Regions from separate parts of the Mus musculus genome. Here all the other regions are linked to region 1. A link is a contact called in public Hi-C and HiChIP or PLAC-seq data. All regions are on one chromosome and are shown on one strand. Each heading gives the region's core, a stretch centred on a gene start, on an enhancer-like site or on the middle of the called end of the contact. The rest is flanking DNA. Distances are from core to core; before and after follow the strand shown.

Region 1 (2,656 bases), core at 99-2,598:
GCATGTTTTTGAAATATTGGAACTGTGCTCAAGAGGGGACTATTATGAAGAGTTATCAGTTTAGAAGCTGTGGAGCAGAGGACCATGGGGTTCAAAGCTTGTTTGTGACTGGGAACCACAGTATGGGTACTTGCTTTTGCAAAGTACAGTAGGCTGGAGGAGCAACGCTTCTTCTCCCCGACTTCCAAAGGCTTGACCTCTTGAAGCAAAGGGAGAGAATCCTTTGCCTTTCCCCAGACTTTGGTGTTTTCAGATTGTGATGGCCAGTTCTTTATTGACAACTTGATTAGATTTAAGAGTGTCCACAGCATAAGAGAGGCACACCCTTGTTGTTGTCTATGAGGTTATTTCCAAAGATTATTAACTGATCAGGGAAGACCTACCCTGAAGGGCTGGTGCATGCATGTGTGTGTGTGTGTGTGTGTGTGTGTGTGTGTGTGTGCATGCACATGCGTGTGTAAGTATATGTGTATGCCAGACTGAATATAAGATGAAGAAGGAGGAAGCAATTTGAGGACCAGCATTTACGTTTCTCTGCCCCCTGACTGGAGAGGCCATGCCGATCAGTTGTCTCCCACGTTCCCCCTTCCATCCATGGCTCCAGCATTATGAACCAGCTGTATCTTCTAAAACCATAAGTCAAAATAAATCCTTTCTCCCATAGGCTCCTTTTGTTAGCTAAAGTAATGGATGCACTGGCATTCCTTGGGTTGTAGATGCATCTTTCCAATGTCTATCTCCATGGTTCTCTTCCTGGTGTCCTTCTCTCTCTCTCTCTCTGCTTTTTTCCAGTCATATCGGATGTTGGCTCTTCCCTGATCAAATAGAGCCTTATCTTAACCGATTACATGTGCAATGGCTTCCTTTCTAATTGAGTCACATTTGTAGGAACTGGGGCTTAAGACTTCAATGCAGCTTTTGTTTGGGGGTGGGGGGTGGGGGTGCAATTCAGTCCATGACCCATGATGTCACCCGGACCCTCATCCCCCACATGGAGGTCTGTAATCAAGGGCTTCTGGATTCACTCACGTCCCAATCACAGCCAACACATGGCCCATGAGTAAACAGGGCTCCACGGGAGAACCCTGGTGACTCACAGTGCCACTATCAGTCAGCATGAAGGGTAATTAGCAAGGGATTGTCATCTAGAATAAAGCCACCCGGTTCCTCTGTAAAAATGTGTCAGAGGGTATTTAGAACCATCATGGTCAGCCCACTGCTACACACTGCAAATTACACACGTCTTTTTGGTGTGTGTGTATGCGTCTTATTCATAGTTCTTCCTGTGCTCCATTTGCGAGGGCGGTTGCTCACCCACTCTCATTTCAGCACCGGCCTTGCGTGCTTCAAAAGCTCCCGATGTCCCGAACACCCATACATCTTCCTGTCACCCTGGTTAGTCATCTGCTATCACTTTTCTTTCGTTTTGCTCACGTAAGAAGTCATGTTTTTGCTCAGGAGAAAGTGCCATGAGAAAACGTTCGTTCTGATCATTTGGCGACTCATTCCACTCCTTTCTGATGTTTGTAGATGTGAGAGGGAAATCCCTTTTGAGAAGAACCTTAATGAAGGTCCCAGGGGAGGTGGGGTGAAGGAGTGCAGTCAGAAAGTGCTCACACCATCCTGCCGCATTTAGCCATCAACCAGGGAGTACGTATGGCTCCAGCTGCAAATGTAGCAGACGATGGCCTTGTCAGGCATCAAGGGGAGGAGAGGTCCCTGGTCCTATGAAGGCTGGATAGATGCCCCAGTATAGGGGAATGGAGGGCAGGGAGGTGGGAGTGGGTGGGTGAGTGGAGAAACACCCCCATAGAAGCAGAGGGAGGGAGGATGGGAGAGGGGGTTTACAGGAAGGGAGGGGAAACTGGGAAAGGGGATAACATTTGAAATGTAAATTAAAAAAATCCAATAATTTCTTTTCTAGAGAAGGATATCATGGTTCTAATGCCCCCTGGGATCACAGAAGCTGGTCTCCTTCTAAGAGAATGCTTTTTAGTGACATCACTGTCCTCCCCGCTTCTGCTGGCGTTGTTCTGCATAAACCACAACAAGTCAGACATCAGATGAGCATTCGGCTCTATTCCTTTATGAATCCAGGCCTCAGACTGAGTCTGTTATAGCTGAAATGAAGCTGAGTTTATTCAGTTGAGTACCAAGTCCCTCCAAGGAGTGGGAGGGGTAAGTTACATCCCTTTAAAAACTCTTTGTTGGAGTGCTAACTTCTGGCACCTCAGAAGGCGACACTGCTTAAAATGAGGGCATATGGGTGATCCATCCCTAAGTCAGTCTAGTATCCATATAGAAAGAGATTAGGGCATAGACCTGTGTCAAAAGAAGATAACTTGATGATTTGGGGGAAAGATTGTCATATACAAACCAAGGAGAGATTCCAGGGATGCCTTGTCAATTCCTTGATCTTGGACTGGATTCCAAAGCTATGAGGAATATATTTTTTTTAAACATTAAGCCTCGTAGCTTGTGATATTCACTACTGCAATGCTAACTGTTGCATGCAGAGCGAGGAGGGTTGAAAGTAGCCTTTTGAAAGATGCCATACTTCCTGTTTTTAGCTTCTTTTCTCATTGTTGTAAGGAAAAAAAAAACACCTAAAGAACAGCATAAAGGTGGAAAAGATGTGTTATGACTGTTGGTTTCA
Region 2 (2,656 bases), core at 56-2,555, 480 kb before region 1:
TCACCAGATCCCGCTCATACAATCCTACCACTTTCCTCTATTATTTATTCCTTTCCATTTACTAAAGTCTGGGGACTGAGGCTAGAGGGCTCAGAGCAAAAAGTGCTTTTCTGAGCAAGAATGAAGACCTCAGTTTAGACCTCCAGTAGCCAAAGTGAAAGGCCAGTGAAATGGTGGGTGCAGCAAGGGGAGGTCGGGGATAGGAAAGTGGAGGGGTTTAGGAGGTCAGAAGTTTAAGATGAGAAAACATTGCATACAAACGAAAAGACTAAGCAAGTAGTAATAAAATAATTGGCTTCTGGTGTGTCTGAAAACAGTTCACATAATTAATATATATATATATATATATATATATATATATATATATATCAATCTTTGAAGGAAAAAAAAGTTTAAATGAATAAAGGGGACTGGAGAGACGGCTTGGCGGTTAAAAGCACTGACTGCTATTCCAGAGGCCCTGGGTTCAATTCCCAGCAATCACATGGTGGTTCACAACCATCTGTAATGGGATAAGATGCCCTCTTCTGGTGTATCTGAAAACAGTGTACTCATAAATTTAAAAAAAAAAACAAAACAAAAACTGACAGGCATATCAATAATTTCTATTGTACAGCATAAGACCTTTTCTGGGGAAACCTGGTCAACCAAGTGTAGCAAGTGGCAGGTCCTTAAACAAAAGACCAAACTAATTACTATCTACTGCAGCAGTTCTCCACCTTCCTAATGCTGTGACCCTTTCATACAGCTACTCAGGTTGTGGTGACCAACCATAAAATCATCTTCCTTGCTATTTCATAAGTGAAATTTTGCTACTCTATGAAACATATATAATATAAGTATTTTTAGAAACAAAGGTTGTCTTTGTTGGTCATGGCACAGGTGAAACCCACTGGACTACACCATTCCCTTATGCAAATGCTGAGACTCCCTACACTCACCTTACTATGCTACTGCAAAGTAAAATTTCAAGTATATGTGAGAACAGCTTGCAAATTTTCCAGGCCAAATGTGCAGGAGCAGGAAAGACTGCATGGGGGAAAGGAACCTTCGTGTAAATAGGTCCACCCAGCAAAGGAGAAGACAGAGGCTGGAGTGGGGGAGCTGCTACTTCTCTGCACCAATGTTTCACTTTTCCACTGACAAGAAAATTATACAAAACCACCAAATTAACATTTTCCCTAACATCACAGGGACAGGAAGGAAAGCGTGGGCAGAAAACACACTTCCTCTTGAGAACAGTCTCTTTTATTTCACTCTTTAAAAGGAAAAGGGAAAAAAAGCGACCATCAGTGGGTGCGTCATGGTCGCTGCCTAAGTTCAGAGCTGACTACTTGCTACCTCATTGGGTATGACCCAATACGGTTCTCGGGCATCTCAAGACTGCTAGCTAGGCAAGCCAGACTTCTGTAATATCACTATGCCAGTATTTTTAATAGTCTTATTAGTAAAAAGGGGCTAGGAGTGATGGTGCACACCTTTAAATCCCATCACTGGACAGGAAGAGGCATGTAGATCTCCGTGACTTGAAAGACAGCCTAGGCCAAATGGTAAGTTCCTGTCTCATGGAAAGACTGCTCCGACTCAGTGAGTAAGAGCTCTGGCAAGAGCAGAGTTCTGTTTCTAGCACCATGCCAAACAGTTCAAAACCTGTAACTCCAGCTCCATGAGAATCCACAAATCCTCTTCTGTATCCTGCACGTACCTCTCTCTGACATACGCACGTGCACTTAGTTAAAAATAAAAAGAAATCTTTACATAATGACCCAGCCCTCGGGGACCAGAAGTGGGTAAGTCTGAGTTTCGGTGCATCCTGGTGTAAGTCACAGTCCAATTCCATGCCAGCTACCACTACCTGGGCTCCAAAAATAAACTTTTTAACATATCAACTTATCTTTCAAATACAGCTGTTCTTTAGCACAAATTTTGACTTTATATAAGGACTCCTTCTTTCCCACAATTGTCACCTTAAACAAATAAATGTGACAACACAAAGAGCCCATCCTAATGAATACTACTCACTATCAGCATACAGGAAAAAAGAAAAGGTAGCCAAGCATCCTACCTACATTGTGGCAGTGAACACTAGGAAACCAGAGAAAGGAAACTATACCAAAATAGCCACAGAAGAAGAGCAAGATGTCACAGGATGAAGGTGCTGTCCAAAGCCTGCTGCCCTAAGTTCCATGCCTCAGATCCTCATGATAGAGAGAAACACTATATCAAGGCACACCTTCCTCCCTACACCCACCACACAGCAAACAGGTGGATATGGCTTAATTTATTTTTAAAAAAACAACAGCAGACACTAGAAAAACAATTTCTACTAAAACAAACATGTCAGATATTAAGATTTAAACAGCACTGAGAAGTAGAAAGTGTTTGAACTGCATGCAGTGAGGTGGCAATTGCCCTGTATGACATATTAATAATCTTCATCAACAAGAAATTAAACACACCCACCCTACTGGCTCAACCAGACTACTTTTACTGATTCATTGTAACTTTCACATAGCACACCCCAATCCTGTGTATCTCCCCATTTCTCCATATGTGCCCTCTGCCTTTGCAATGTCCCCAAAAATTAAAACAAACAACAAATCGGTGTGGAAGCTGTGGTGTGTCCCAGTTTGCCCAAACAGCTTTTCTTACAAAT
Region 3 (2,656 bases), core at 74-2,573, 410 kb after region 1:
TAGCCTCTTGTATTCAGTTTTTACCAAACTCCTACATGGGGATAATTAGCCCAATTTCCAGGGATCCCGAGTCAGCTATAACTCTGAATTGTAGTCACAGGATGGAGCCAAGGCCAGCAGGTGGAAGTCGCTGAAGTTAGATTAATCTCACTGACACAAGGACACATCCAATTGTTAGGGCTCATAGCCAGCTGCCTGTTTCTGCAACCCAGCTCCTTGGAAATAGAAACACTCACGTAGAGCCCGTAGAGGATCATGTATGAGGTCGTAGAACTGAAGGGGAACTCCCTTCCACTCTTTGAAGAATTGCTAGTCTCAACTAAAAAGAAGGAAGCCGTGGAAAGATTCATGCATTTATTACAGGCAGGGAAGCGCTAACCGTGATTTGGAAACTGAAGAACTCCTCTTGGAGAGTAGATGGAAACTGAAGAACTCCTCTTGGAGAATAGATGGGCGGAGTGGGGAAACGCAGAAAGTTTGTAGAAAAATAGTAAATGGCTTTCAGGGAAACCCAGTAGTGTGCATTAGAGAGTATTCTGTGGCCTGTGACAGTCTATTTGGCCTGGATGCGAGACAGTGGTTTGGGAAAGATTCTCTATAGACCAAACTATGGCTTGTGATGAAAAGTCCACCCAGGTGTGTTCACCAATCTCAGCCATCTTCCTGGGATCTGAGCTGCGTTTTCTCTGGTTAATAGAGCTGTGTGTGCAGCCTGAGAGGGCACTCTGCTTCTCTGTGGGCAGATGGGATCTTGGGAGGATGTGGGGCCTTTGTAGAAAATCTCTTTCTGTTAGAGATGGGTGGAGACAACGGAAGGCCAGGCACCTTAAATTCTGTGTTAAACATCTGGCCTTTTAGGCATTTGGGGGTACCAGTCGCTGAGTTCCAATTTAGAAAAAGAATAAATTTGGTCTGCACGGAATTCAGTTAAGTCTGAGGCAGGGGGGCCCAAGAACCTGCATTTGTTGCTGGCACGGAGACAGACTCCGATAGCAACAGAAGAAAGAGTCAGTTTAGATTGTTAAGCTCTGCTCCGGGTCTAAGGTTTTATGGTGCCCCAGGAGCAAATTATTTAAGTAACCAGAATCCACCTCCCTGTAAAGAGTTGGGCATGGCCGACCCGTTAGAAGTGTTAACGAAGATTCAGAACCAGAGGACTGGGTTTAGCTCCACCCCCAGCATAATTCTGTCTTCATAGAAGACCTCATTCACTTTCTCAGGGGCTGCTCCCCCCCCCACTTCCTCCCCATCTCAGTTTGCTGGGCGTCTTCCATTGCTCATTGGGTTCAGATGGGGAAGCACAGATTGGGGTGGGGAGGACTAAAGCTGCGGCTGCCTTTTGTTCTCCTTGTCCTGGTTATACACGGTCTGACTTTGATGCCTTGAGACGAAACAGAACAACAACCTGTTTCCGGACATGTGATGAGGACAGTCACATCACCTTACCTGATGATCTGTATGTGACCCTACGCAGGGGTTGTAAAATCATCTGAGCCCATGTGTCTTGTGTCCCACAGGCAGCTATAGCGGGGGAATAAGGAGAGGCGAGCAGTCTCACAATACCTTGTAAAGCCTGTGGGCGCTCTGTGGTTGCAGATCACTTCCCGTGGACATCCTTGTGTCTGAGCAGCTTACCCTGTACAGCCACACATGAGGCACTGTTTGGAGAAGGAGCATGACACTGGGGACAGCAAACACTGTAGGAGAAAAATCCAGGCCATTTCCACTCTGTAACTAAAGCTTTCTTGGGCTAGAGGGATGTGGGGGAGGCAGAAGTGGGGAGGAAGGAAGGGAAAGGAGTCTTGAGTTTCACCAGGAAGCCCGAAAGGAAAAGAAATGGTACAAACCAGGGTGTGCGTGTGAGGGATGGGCTCTGGGGAGGGTCCCTGGGCCTGCCAGGGACTCCTCTGATTCTACCCTGCCTGTTGCAAAGAAACAGCCTCCAAGAAGCCCTTTCTCCATCTCTATCCTCTAGCCTTGCATCCTTTTGGAAACCTAGGAAACATATTTGTGGACCAAAGGAGTGAGGAGACAGGCAGTAGGCTAAGAAGAACCTCTCAGCAGAGGTCTGGGGATAATATGACAGTATCCAGAGGAACATAACCCTGCCCTAGGAACACATTTTAAAACTTCATACCTCCTGAGGTAAAAAATGAAACCTGGAAGAAAGAGGAGTATCTTGATTTAGCAAGGAATTGATTTTTATTTTTTTAACCCCTGGAGTGAATGTTACCAAAATAAACAAAGAGAACATTTCAAAACTATATATATATATTTTTTTGCACCCTTTGCATTTTAATTTGGCTTTGCAGCTATTATAAGAAGCTCAGGGGGAAAGTCGCAGGTAAAATTCTGGAGAGTCCTAGCGAGCTGTCTCATCTTTGAAACTGTAGCAATGAGGGGACAATAGAAATGGGTTCAGGGGATTCTCAGGGGCTCTGTTTGCATGCTGGAATTCTTGGTCCTGGGCTCTTGCATCTCCCACAGGTCTCTGACATACTAGAGGCCATAGAAAAGAAGCAAACTTAGTTAACACCAAAAAGATCTTGTCCTGCCTATCCTACAGAAAGCTGTAAAGTGGTTCCTGAAGCTGGAGAGATGGCTCAGAGGTGGCACAAGAAGCCCGAAGACCTGATTTCAGATGTGAGCAGCCATG
Region 4 (2,656 bases), core at 104-2,603, 350 kb before region 1:
CTACAGACCTGAGGAATGCAACTTAAGGAAAGAAGGATGTATTTCAGCTCAGTCCCCACAATGACACAAAATGTAGGCAGGGAGAGCTAACTTGAATGAGGTGTGAGAAGGCTAGTTACATTGTGTTCACAGGAAAGAGAGAAGGAAAGGGGAGGGGGAGAGGGAGAAGTAGAGAGTGGAGAGAATCAGAGAGAGACAGAGACAGTCACAGAAAGGGACATAGAGGGAGACAGAGTAAGAGAGAGACAGAGAGAGTGAGAGACAGAGAGAGAGAGAGAGCAAGCACCTACTGGCTTCCTGCTTCTTTCTTTCTTATTCAGCCTGGAGCACTGAAAAATGCTAATGCCATGGACATTCAAAGTGACTCTTCTCTCTTTAGTTAAACATCTCTGGAAAGACACGTCTGAGGTGTTTTCTAGACGATTCTAAGTATCACCAAGCTGACAATAAAGACAACGTACTTTCTTTCAAAGTTTAAACTCACACACTGTGTGTGTTCGCTCCTGCTCGTGTGAGTGAGTGCAGGAGAGCATGCTCACAGCCATGTCGCGAAGATCAGAGGACATCCTGGAGCCAGTTCTCTCCTTCTGCTATGTGAGTCCCAGGGGTAGAATTCAGTTCCTCATTCTTGGCGGCAAGCACGTCTACCTGATGAGCCATGGAGGTGTAAGGAGAGAGCTAAGGGAACATTTGAGCAAGGAAGAGAAGAGGCAGCAGTCAAATCCGGGTGTGGTGGTTCACCTGTCATCTCAGCACGCAGAGGCTAAGGCAGGAGGAACCCCGTGAGTTCAGGGTCAGGGTAAGATACACGGTGAGCTCAGGTCAACCTGGGCTACAGCGTGAAGCTCGTTTCTAAACAAAACCGTGAAAAAGCACAAAAGAGAAGCCGAAGGAGGAGCAAAGAGAAAAGGAGCCAGTGCCACAGACCCAGCCAACGAGCCTGCGGGAGCCGTGATGCCAAGGAGCAAGTGATACCCAAAGCAGCGGCAGGTGACAACGCAGACATTCTGGAGAACAGAAGGGCACTTGGGGCAGAGAGCCAAAGCCACATAGGGTTGACTTTTTTTTTTTTTTTAAAGGATTAGGGATGAATCATCACCTTCATAAGCATAAATTGCCATATGCTAGCTATCAGTCGAGTGGAAAGCAGACAGCAAGTCGCCGAACTGGTCCTTCAGCCTCTGTCCTGCTGCTGGGCTGTGGGAGAGCTCAGATTCCCTCAGAGAAGATCTCATGCTCGTGGGTGTCTCTGGTGGCATGGTCCTCACCCACTCCTTCCTTTGGAGCGAGACGAAACCCATATAAACCTCATAGAAACTCAACCCCCCGTAAAGCCTCCGGACAGTGCTGAGGTTAGCAGAGGGGGAAGTTAGCCGAGCCACTAATGACAGATTCCGCCGCGAAAGCTCTGTAAACACTCTGTAATTAATTACAGAGAAAAGGGGGGTCGGGATACTTTTTTTTTTTTTTTTTTTTAGGTCACAGACTCCTTTGAAAATCTAATGGAAGCAACAGACCCCTCTACCCAGGAAGAAAGCATGTGTGTATATACATGCCAGGTTTTATTGATGTCTGGATGATCGTGAAAATCTTGAGATCAGGGCCAAGAGGGTCCACAGACACCTAGGTGAGAAGCCCTGACGGACACACGTTGACATCTGTAATCCTGTTTATTCAAACTCTCTCGGAGAGATGTCTGCTGCCAAGATCAGACAGAGAGGTATGACCAAAGTGTGGAGGAGAATGGAGAGGGCCTCATATGAGCTACAAAACAGCAGTGGAGTTCAACTCAGACCTGGAAGGTCAGTTTTCATCTGTTTGTTCTCCTGGGAATTTGAAACCTGTTATTAGAAAAATAACCTATTGATTGCTGGTGCTAAGGTTTGAACTCAGGGCCCCAGGCTTGCCAAGAACACAATCTCTCTCTAATAAATTCTTTGCTGGATATATATATATATATATATATATATATATATATATATATATATGTGTGTGTGTGTGTGTGTGTGTGTGTGTGTGTGTGTATATAAAACATTGTTTGTTTGTTTGTTTGTTTGTTTATTTATTTATTTATTCAGTTTTGGTTTTTTTGAGACAGGGTTTCTTTGTGTGTGACCAAGCTGGCCTCAGATTCATAGAGATACGGATACTTCTGCCTCCAAAGGGTTGGTACTGAAGGTGTCCGCCTCCATGGCTGGTTTAGAGTTGTTTAAAAGTTATTTTTTAAAAAAATCTTGTTTTGTGTGTATGGGTGCTTTGTCTGCATGTCTGTCTGTGCACCACATGAGTGCCTGGTGCTTGAGCAAGCCAGAAGAGGTTGTTGCATCCCCTGGACCTGGAGCTAGAGATGTTTGTTAGCTAAGGTGTGGGTGCTGGGAGCCTTTAACCAATAAACTCTCTCTCCAGCTCCCATGGAATGGAGTTTTAAAATTTCTCTCCATTAAAATGTTAGTTTAAAAGGCAATTTCTAGAGCAGCTTCTGGTGAGGTTTATGGGAAAATTATGATAATCTTACAGCTTTCTGTCATCCCTCCCCCATTTTCTTTTTATTCAACACCTTGCATTATTGCAAGAAATTGTGACTATGCTTCTAGTTTACTTTAGGATGTTATTTTTCTGAGTTTTTGCAAAACTACCCCACATACTAAACTGCAGT
Region 5 (2,656 bases), core at 76-2,575, 310 kb before region 1:
TTGATGATAGCCTGGTCTTTGCTTTGATGGTCTTGCTTCTACTTATGTGTTCTGCCCTGGATGCCCTCAGCAGATGGAAACTTTATCCTTGATGCTCTTTGTCCGATTGAGCCGGAGTCACAATCTGCCGCCTATGGTTGCCTGAATCCTGCGGCTGACATGGAATCCATATCATAACAGCTGTTTCTTTCTTTTTTTTTTTTTTTTTTTTCCATTTTTTATTAGGTATTTAGCTCATTTACATTTCCAATGCTATACCAAAAGTCCCCCTTACCCACCCACCCCCACTCCCCTACCCACCCACTCCCCCCCTTTGGCCCTGGCGTTCCCCTGTACCGGGGCACACAAAGTCTGCCTGTCCAATGGGCCTCTCTTTCCAGTGATGGCCGACTAGGCCATCTTTTGATACATATGCAGCTAGAGTCAAGAGCTCAGGGGTACTGGTTAGTTCATAATGTTGTTCCACCTATAGGGTTGAAGATCCCTTTAGCTCCTTGGGTACTTTCTCTAGCTCCTCCATTGGGAGCCCTGTGATCCATCCATTAGCTGACTGTGAGCATCCACTTCTGTGTTTGCTAGGTCTTTCTTTTTTTTAAAGATTTATTTATTATTATACATAAGTACACTGTAGCTAACTTCAGCCGAATCAGATCTCATTACGTGCCATTGTGAGCCACCATGTGGTTGCTGGGATTTGAACTCAGGACCTTCGGAAGAACAGTCAGTGCTCTCACCTGCTGAGCCATCTCACTAGCCCATAATAGCTGTTTCGATGACAGTCACTGACTGCTTCTTTACAGGGCATTGGGACTTCTGGCCCCTGAAGAATTGCCTCCAGGCATCTCAGGCCCTCACTGAGCAATAGAAGCTCTGGTGTCTGTGCTGTTCATTTCTCTGAGGTGACAACTAGTAGCAGATACTGCCCTCTTGTATGCTATATTGCTGTAGGGGTATCTGGCCTGGGCCTCGCAGTATTTCTTAGACTTTCTTAGAGTTTTAGTAGGAAACCTCTCTCAGCTTCAAATGGTGCATCTTTTCTTCCTTCTTCTCCTTCTTTTCCTTCTCCGAGGCTGGTCTTGAACTCCGGTTCTTCAGCCTTCTCTTCGCAAGTGCTGCATTACAGTGATAGATACTTCACCACATTCCTGCTCTCTGCCGAGCAGTTTCAAGTCTCTGGTGAGGGTGCTTGGCAAGCGAGGCTGAGTGTCCCCAGCTCTGAGTCAACTCTGAGCCTCTATAAACAACAGGGGCTGCTTGCTGGGTCGAGCTCAAGGTCCTGGCTCCTTCTCGGTATAACCGATAAGGGGAGTGTCAGTTATTTATTGTCTCTGCCTACCACTTTAATAGTGCAACGGGAGGAGTGCCTGATAAAAAGCACTCAGCCATTGTTGGCTATTGACACTGCGCCAGCAAAGCCACTAGGAACTCCCGGGACCTTATCTCCTTTAATGGACCCTGACAGGGTCCAGCCTAATGGTGATGGGCTCAGAAGTCAGGGAGAAACCAGGAATGCAGATTATCCTATGGAAATGAAGTTGCTTTTCTGTCTTGGTCCCTCATCTACCAGTGGTGACACACCAGATGTTTCTTTACATCCCTTCTGACTCCGAGATTCAATTCTGTTGCCTTTCTTGGGAATATTCAAAACCTAACTGAAGTCAACATTTTGTGTTCTGGAAGATAATACGTTGATTATTGAAATATATGCAGCTCTGTATCTGTACTAATGCAACGATCAGCTAGCTAATGTGTGGGGAATCGAACTCAGGAGCTCTGCCTCTGTGAAGCACTGCCTGTCTGACCTCTACTTGCTCGTTTCTGAGGTTCAGGGCTGCCTGTCTCTGTCTACAGTTTGCAGGTGTTGCTATTGCTACAGCTCACCTAGGAGGTAACGTTCAGGCAACAACATTCCATTCTTTCTGAGATAGCATCCCCAGAACGAGTCATTCACTCCCACCATGGGGAAAAAAGACTTATGTTTTCTACAATGGTTGCAATTTCACTATCGCACGATTAGCTCATACCTGAACTCCTGGAGGCGGATACTAAATCATTTGGTTTGAGGGAGATTACTGTCCAGCTTCAGCTGATGGCTGAGGCAGAGCAGAGCATGACACTGACCGAGTGTTCTGGACAGTGTATCGGTAAGGCCAGACTAGGCAAAGACCTGGTAATAACCAAAGCCAAACTGTGACAGTCCTATTAGCTGGGTATAGCTGTCATCCCAGTACCTCGGAGGCAGAGGAACTCACGGGTTTGAGGCCAGCTTGGGTTACCTTGGGGAAATCCCCATCCCCTAAGGGGAGGAGAAAAACAGGAAAAAAAAAAAAAAAACGCTTTGTTTAGTGGGTAAAATGCTTGCCTTACAAGTGCAAGGGTCTGAATTTGAAAACGTGAAGATCTGAGCTTACGTCTTAGAACCCATGTAAAGCAAAGGGGCTGTGAAGTGGGAGGCAGAAACTGGAGAATCCCCAGGTGCTTAGGGAGCAGCAACCTTGGCATATGCTGTGGCAAGACGTTGTCTTGAACTACACGGATGACAAGGATCTATCCCACAGTTATCTTCGAACCCCAACACAGACATGCACACACATCAAACGTGCGCGCACACACAGACGCAGACACAGACACAGGCACACACAGACACACACAGACA

What was found. Hi-C and Micro-C count contacts between places; a contact is called where the count stands out from the background. HiChIP or PLAC-seq counts read pairs in DNA pulled down with a chosen protein or histone mark.
Region 2: a BATF HiChIP or PLAC-seq map of CD8 T cells shows a contact between it and region 1, with 9 read pairs. The contact joins two enhancer-like sites. A contact is called at or near these places in 2 of 115 datasets of contacts at active chromatin or transcription factors (CD8 T cells and fibro-adipogenic progenitors) and 1 of 9 other capture datasets (embryonic stem cells).
Region 3: a contact with region 1 is called in an H3K27ac HiChIP or PLAC-seq map of thymic regulatory T cells, with 4 times the contacts expected there. The contact joins two enhancer-like sites. A contact is called at or near these places in 6 of 115 datasets of contacts at active chromatin or transcription factors (cardiomyocytes, embryonic stem cells, extraembryonic endoderm stem cells and 1 more).
Region 4: a contact with region 1 is called in a BATF HiChIP or PLAC-seq map of CD8 T cells, with 5 read pairs. The contact joins two enhancer-like sites. A contact is called at or near these places in 3 of 115 datasets of contacts at active chromatin or transcription factors (CD8 T cells, bone marrow-derived macrophages and embryonic stem cells) and 1 of 9 other capture datasets (embryonic stem cells).
Region 5: a Hi-C map of the N1E-115 cell line shows a contact between it and region 1, with 4 times the contacts expected there. The contact joins two enhancer-like sites. A contact is called at or near these places in 5 of 484 Hi-C or Micro-C datasets (the N1E-115 cell line, Th1 cells, bone marrow-derived macrophages and 2 more), 3 of 115 datasets of contacts at active chromatin or transcription factors (CD8 T cells, cardiomyocytes and embryonic stem cells) and 1 of 9 other capture datasets (embryonic stem cells).

What each region holds. Positions count from the first base shown.
Region 1 is chr13:44,319,928-44,322,583 of GRCm38.p6, reverse strand. No RefSeq gene overlaps it. Among named protein-coding and RNA genes, the nearest start is that of Gm29676, 61 kb to the right of the region's middle. Within about 2 kb of position 1,348, at least 27 of the 459 cell types and tissues checked have an H3K27ac peak or open chromatin away from gene starts, as enhancers often do. A contact at or near this core is called in CD8 T cells, the N1E-115 cell line, Th1 cells and 1 more, where this site is marked.
Region 2 is chr13:44,798,835-44,801,490 of GRCm38.p6, reverse strand. All of the region lies in intron 1 of Jarid2 (jumonji, AT rich interactive domain 2), which reads right to left. Among named protein-coding and RNA genes, the nearest start is that of Jarid2, 69 kb to the right of the region's middle. Within about 2 kb of position 1,305, at least 94 of the 459 cell types and tissues checked have an H3K27ac peak or open chromatin away from gene starts, as enhancers often do. A contact at or near this core is called in CD8 T cells, where this site is marked.
Region 3 is chr13:43,905,113-43,907,768 of GRCm38.p6, reverse strand. No RefSeq gene overlaps it. Among named protein-coding and RNA genes, the nearest start is that of Gm23117, 34 kb to the right of the region's middle. Within about 2 kb of position 1,323, at least 25 of the 459 cell types and tissues checked have an H3K27ac peak or open chromatin away from gene starts, as enhancers often do. A contact at or near this core is called in thymic regulatory T cells, where this site is marked.
Region 4 is chr13:44,672,173-44,674,828 of GRCm38.p6, reverse strand. No RefSeq gene overlaps it. Among named protein-coding and RNA genes, the nearest start is that of Gm40931, 36 kb to the right of the region's middle. Within about 2 kb of position 1,353, at least 76 of the 459 cell types and tissues checked have an H3K27ac peak or open chromatin away from gene starts, as enhancers often do. A contact at or near this core is called in CD8 T cells, where this site is marked.
Region 5 is chr13:44,625,615-44,628,270 of GRCm38.p6, reverse strand. The region is part of intron 1 of Gm40931 (a long non-coding RNA gene); the gene reads left to right. Among named protein-coding and RNA genes, the nearest start is that of Gm40931, 10 kb to the left of the region's middle. Within about 2 kb of position 1,325, at least 25 of the 459 cell types and tissues checked have an H3K27ac peak or open chromatin away from gene starts, as enhancers often do. A contact at or near this core is called in the N1E-115 cell line and Th1 cells, where this site is marked.